Regions from separate parts of the Danio rerio genome. Here region 2 is linked to region 1. The links are chromatin contacts, called in public Hi-C maps. All regions are on one chromosome and are shown on one strand. Each heading gives the region's core, a stretch centred on a gene start, on an enhancer-like site or on the middle of the called end of the contact. The rest is flanking DNA. Distances are from core to core; before and after follow the strand shown. Region 1 holds the start of ttbk2a (tau tubulin kinase 2a). Region 2 overlaps ezra (ezrin a).

Region 1 (3,358 bases), core at 517-3,016:
GAGCGGTGCCTGGTTTTCTCCAAACGTTACGCCTGGCAATCACTCCAAAGAGTTCAAATTTAGTCTCATCAGACCAGAGAATTTTGTTTCTTATGGTCTGAGAGTCCTTTAGATGCCTTTTGGCAAATTCCAGGCTGGGACTATTTTCCGTCCGGCCACTGAAAAACTCTCTCCACTGAAAAACGCTGGAGCTCAGACAGAGTGACCACTGGGTTATCGATCACCTCCCTGACTAAGGCCCTTCTCCCCCCATCACTCAGCTTAGATGGCCGGCCAGCTCTAGGAAGAGTCCTGGTGGTTCCAAACATCTTCCATTTACAGATGATGGAGGTCACAGTGCTCATTGAAACTTTCAGAGCAGCAGAAATGTTTCTGTAACCTTGCCCAGCCTTGTGCCTTGAGACAATCCTGTCTCAGAGGTCCACAGACAATTCCTTTGACTTCATGCTTGGTTTGTGCTTTGACATGCACTGTCAACCCTGGGACCTTATATAGACAGGTGTATACCTTTTCGAATCATGTCCAATCAACTGATTTGACCACAGGTGAACTCCAGTTAAGCTGTTGAAACATCTCAAGATTGATCAGTGGAAACAGAATGTACCTGAGCTCAATTTAGAGCTTCACGAGAAAGGCTGTAAATATTCATGTACATGTGATTTTTCAGGTTTTTTATTTTAAATCAATTTGCAACAATTTCAAATAATATTTTTTCACATTGTCATTATATGGGGTATTGGGTGTAGAATATAGGAAATAAATGAATTTAATCAATTTTGGAATAAGGCTGTCACATTAAAAAAAATTGGAAAAATTGAAGCGCTATGAATACTTTCAGGATGCACTGTATACGATGACTGAGTATTTACTTTTAGGTAAATATCACTAGAGCAAGTGGAATATTCTATATAATATTTATTTTAAACTTTCCAATAAATATAGGCCTACTATTTACAAAACAGATTAAGAGTTCTTGATACTGATTATGCTGATTGATGCTGATGGTTACATATTCAATAAAGTACTTTGAAACTTTATCATCGACAGGGACCATTTATCTGGGGGAAGAAAAAGATTAAAGGGTCTATTCAAAAGTAAAAATTTACTCACTATTTACTCATATTTAAGGGGTTCTAAACCTTTATGATTTTCTTTTGCTGTTGTTGTTGTTCACCAAAAAAAAAAAAAAAAGATATTTTGAAGTATGTTAGAAACTGGTAATTGTTGACATACATAGTAGAAAATAACAAATACTATGTTAGTCAATGGACACAAGTTTCCAGACTTTCATGATTTTTTTTTTTTTTGCTGTTGTTCAAAAAAAAAAAAAAAAACTATGTAAGTTAATGGTAACAGTTTTATTTTTTAAACATTTTTTCAAATATCAAGTGCAATAGCAGATGAATTAACAATGTTAACAATTATATTTTAGGTTAATAGGTCTATTATTGCACGTATCTAAATATGAATAGCTTTATCAGTGTACACTGCACATATCTGTACAATTTCATAAATCATTTAATAACAAGTGTGAGAAACTGAATCACAGAAGAGACCAATGAAGTTTAGAAACTGAGTGATAAACAAAATCTTGCTGTCCTGGTTTCAAACAGAAGAGGGCACATAGCACACAAGTCCAACACAGTCTATGGTCCAAGCAGCTCTCGAGAACGCGCTCGGAGAATTTACGTGGCCGCGCAGAGTGGAATGCTAGTTCGCGCGCTTGCTGTTGCGAAGGGCGATAGCGTCGCGAACGAGCGCGCATGCAGCGGAGAGACCCACGTCACGAATCTGCAGAGATGCTGAAGGAGCCGCGATCATAAAACGGACGTTTACCAAAACACGGCGCCGTTTGTGCTTGTGTCAGAGCAAAGGATAAACAAATGGATGAACGTTCTGTGTTTTTACACCATTTAAGGTCTTCGACATGATTGTAAATCGCATTTTGTTAGGGTTTTAAACCACACCCGGCGCTGTGAGGATCGGGACTGAGGTGAGTAACATGGATACGGACACACGCACACGCACAGCTCCATGACATGCCGTCAGTCACAGCTGCGATCGCACTAATGCGGTTATATGACTGTTTTCAAGGTCAAATCCATTGGAATGAACATGATGCGGTGTGTAAAGTGTGTAGTTGGATGTGATGTGTTGTCTGTGTTGACTGTATAGCAACGCAACACATCGAGTGGTGCGGATCACATTTCAGCAGCGGGCCGCTGCCTTAAAACAGACGAATATTAATATCAAATATGGGAGATAATAGAGTTTATTAAGTAAAAGTCGTCTACAGAAATAAAAGTATTCTATTTTAGTGAAAGCAGCTCTGTCGGCAGAAGCGAATTCAGTAATGATCTGATAACAGGATCTGATTAAAGGCTTTTCTACAATACGCTCAAATACAATACGCTTCGAGTAAAAAGCACGGTAAAAGCACGGTATTTTTCTGTATCGTTAAAGGTCTGCACTCCTCTAGTACATTAGTTTCACACATCAGTCCTTGGCGTGAGTATGTTGACGTGTGAACGTCTTAAAATGACAGCTGTCAATCACTAAGCCCTTTAAATGCAGGGAGGGGTTAACGTTATCTCACTACTTCTTAGAGATGTTATCATGTCATTGAGCATCATTTGTACGTTTACATTTGTCTGACGTTTTCAGCTAATGCAATTAGAACAGCAAGTCCTACTATATTCCAGAAGGTAACTGTGATTTTCCCCCCTTATCGCCCTGGAACTTGAGTTCCGTACCGGATGTGGAAAACCCGGAGTGGAGCTGGAACAGAGTGACTGATGATTCAGTGTGTAATAGAACATCTCTGTCGTCCACTTTATAGACATTTTTAAATATTATTCGGTAACATGCTAAACTTGATGCTTTGGCATCGTTGTAATTCGTTATTCTCGTTGTAAAAATAATAATAATAATGATTTATGTAGGCTACTTTAATCTTAAGGGAATAGTTGATCCAAAAATCACAATGCTCACAATGTTCTCACCCTCAAGTGATTCCAAACCTTTGAGTTTCTTGTTTTCTATTGAACACAAAGGATGGTATTTTGAAAATCTTGAAAAGCGGAAGCTATTGACATCCATGGTAGAAAAAACAAATACTGTGGAAGTCAATGGTTTCCGTTTTTTTCAACATTTTGACAAATATCTTCTTTTTATTCTTTCAAATATCTGACAGGAGTATCATTTTTGGATAAACAATAGTTTAGCCAAAACCAAAACCAGAGGGGTTTCCACTCCCTTCTGACAATGTCCAGAATTGGGCCTCTATTAGAGCTCTTGTCCCAATTTGACAGTACGTCATCATAAATTGTGAAAATAACCAATAGAAGAAGGCTTTAAG
Region 2 (3,146 bases), core at 561-3,060, 190 kb before region 1:
GTATAAATCATGAGCTAAGTGTAAATTCTTGAAACAATGCTTAAAACTCACCCTGTTCTGCCATTCGTTGGCCTCCTCTTCTTTAATTCTCCTGGCTTCTTCCAGCAAGGCAAGCTTCGCTGTGTATTCAGCCAGATCTGCTGCCTATATGGAAAATCAAAATGTACATTTTACTTCAGTTCAGGCTAGATACACAAAAAGTGACAACGATTTTCACAGTTTAAGATTGCAGATGGCACTTATTAACCCTTGTGTGCTGTTGGGGATGTTTTCATCCCCTCTGAAGTTATTTTGAGTCTTAATTTGGCCACAGCAAATGGGATGATTGTTTTAGTTGATAAACCTTATCTTGACAAATATTTTGGGAAAATGCTTTGAAAAGTTTCAAAAACTCAACAATACACTTTGGGCCAATCTACTACCCTTTCATTTTTCATTTTTGCCCCATTGACCTCCATTATAACAACATTTTTTGATTGCAAGTCATGACACCATATAATCGTGCATTCTTGATTGTTGCTGCTTTTCCTTGTTAAAAGAGGTCAAATTTGTCATTTTTTTTTAAATTAATAGTCAATTTGAACAGTACACAAGGGTAAAACACTGCTTCATGAACTTTTGCCAATAATTTGTTTAGCTTTAGTGACCTTGTTTTAAAACTAGGTTGTTTTCTACTAGGGGGCGATCTCTGTAAACCTGTGTTTCAACAGTACGTTTTATCTGATTAATGAACAGGTTCTGATTTGGGATTTTCCAGTAAGTGGCAATATCTGCACTCTGTCATTAATTTTGGTGAAAGCAGCGATTACAGTTACATTTACCAGACAACAATATGCTCGAAATGAAAAAGGTTTCTTTTCCGATTTTTTTAACTTTCATAAACTCACAAAAATTATTCTAAATTATCCCTGTTCACTAGTGTAAAAAAACATTGCTACCGCACAAAGAATACTGTAGTGCAGCATTTTTGTTTTGATTGTCAAGACCTTGTGCATTCATATAGACTGATTTTGCAATATGTGCATGAAACCTTGACAAATGTATTGCTTTAAAAAATTTGCTCTTTCAAAGTCATATAAACTACTTTTCTCATTTTAAAATACACAAAGTATTCTCATAGTATTTTTTGAAATTGGTGTTAGATGAAATTGTATCCTGACATAGGCATGACCTAGTGTAATAAGTAAAGTAACTCTTTTAAGGGGGTTTACGAGGACATGCCTTGTGTCCTTGTAAATTAAAACTGCTTAAAAATGATACTTAATTTGAAAAAAATTCTTGTGTCTTCACTATTTTATTATAATTACCGTCATTATATTGGGCAGTGTATTTAGGGTTTGTTGAAGTGGGTTTATAAAACAAATATCTCTGTATAAACAATGACATCTGTACTTGGCAAAAAAAAATCATACTTAACAGGCTGTTTTGACAGTCAATATAAGTCACAGGATTCCTTTGAGGGTTGATTTTAGGGCTATGGGTAGGTTAAGGCCATATAGTATGTGCTTTTAACAGTATAAAATACATTATGCCTGTGAAGAAAAACATATACAAGTGTGTGTGTGTGTGTGTGTGTGTGTGTGTGTGTGTGTGTGTGTGTGTGTGCGTGTGTGTGTGTGTGTGTGTGTGTGCACTAACCAGCTGCTCCTGAGTTTTCATCTGATCCTCAGCCTGCCTGGCAAGCTCCTCTTTAGCCATCAGAGCTGCCTGTCTCTCAGCCTCCAGACGGGCCGCTTCCTCCTCCACCTTCCTCCTCTCCTCCTCCAAGACCCGCGCCCTCTCAAACTGCTCTCGCAGGTCTGAACAATACACACAATCAACCTTTAGAGGGCAGCAGACGCTCAGTTATACAACATTCAAGCAGGTATCTGTACAGTCAGGGTCAAACATTTGTCAAAATTCTGCATGATAATTTAAATATATATACCCATATATACACATACACACACACATATATATATATATATATAAAAAGAATATGCCTAAAATATATATATATTTTTTTAGAAATGGATTTAAGTAAAGTATTGCTTTATTCTGTAAAGTTATCATTACATGTCTTCTAAGTTTAAAATAAAACTATTGTCATTTAAGGTTTTTTTTCTGAAGATGACACTTGTATAAAAATAACAGATATCAAACCCTGTTCCTGTTTTTCCAATATTGCTTTCTTATATGTTTTGAATTTAAAACATTTGTATTGCATTGTTTAAAAATGTGAAATTGTGAACACTTTTTGAAAATCTGGTGGAAATGTAGTCAACAATAATGAGAAGAATAAAAAAAAATACTTAAGTTACTTGAATACAATACATATTGTAAAAGCATTTCATCTAAATTTGACCATAGCTGTATGTGTATATGTATGTTTTATAATAATAACAATATAAAAAATACATTATATTTCATTTAACAGTTGCTTTTTAACTGTATATCTGTGACTTTTATTCTTACATATGCTATATAAAAACAGATTCTCCACATTTTCATACCTCTCTCAACCTTTTTGGTCTGCTCTTCAAACTGGTAAAGCTTCATCATCATCTCCTGCTTCTCTTTCTCCACCATCTCCTTTTCTTTCTCTATTGCCTCCCTTTTCTTCTTCTCATTCTCTAATTGGGCTCTAGAAAGAAAACAGTCAGAACAAAATTGTCCAATAAATGCTGTTGGGTTTTTTGTAAGAGGATTAAGTGTACCGCAATAAACATTTCTGGAGAGAGCCAAATACATCCCAGCAGGTATATTTTTTTGCAGTTTTGTTTTCACAAATCCACCAGAGGCCTCCGTGTGCACTTTTTGAAATTTCAAATTTCTCTCACGAGTGCCTTTTGTGCCTGCTCTTCTCACATGAATCCACCAGAGGCTACTGTCGACTGACTGACTGACTGACTGACTGATCGACTGACCCACCTTCCTCCTTCCCTAATCCCAACCAGTAGTGCTTTAAAAAGCACAGATTGACCAGCGCCCACCAACTCCCCTCAACCGACAGTGTTTTGAAAAGCAATCCAGAAAAATAAAAGTCTTCACCTGATTTTTACCATGCTTTCTGATTTTACCATATTTTTTACCATATTTTTTACTTGTTTGTTTATTTTTTTGGCTTCTGTTATTGTTTTATCTGCTTTCTGGAACCATTCTTCACT

Evidence for each region. Hi-C and Micro-C count contacts between places; a contact is called where the count stands out from the background.
Region 2: a contact with region 1 is called in a Hi-C map of an unstated tissue, with 3 times the contacts expected there. The contact joins the enhancer-like site here to the promoter of ttbk2a in region 1. A contact is called at or near these places in 2 of 18 Hi-C or Micro-C datasets (caudal fin and an unstated tissue).

The regions. Positions count from the first base shown.
Region 1 is chr17:50,243,615-50,246,972 of GRCz12tu, reverse strand. It overlaps ttbk2a (tau tubulin kinase 2a), which reads left to right and starts at 1,766. Exons shown (of 15, transcript XM_009293263.5): 1 at 1,766-1,993.
Region 2 is chr17:50,432,030-50,435,175 of GRCz12tu, reverse strand. It overlaps ezra (ezrin a), which reads right to left. Exons shown (of 13, transcript NM_001020490.1): 9 at 2,493-2,623; 10 at 1,639-1,799; 11 at 52-144. Among named protein-coding and RNA genes, the nearest start is that of kcnk3b, 13 kb to the left of the region's middle. Within about 2 kb of position 1,810, at least 18 of the 62 cell types and tissues checked have an H3K27ac peak or open chromatin away from gene starts, as enhancers often do.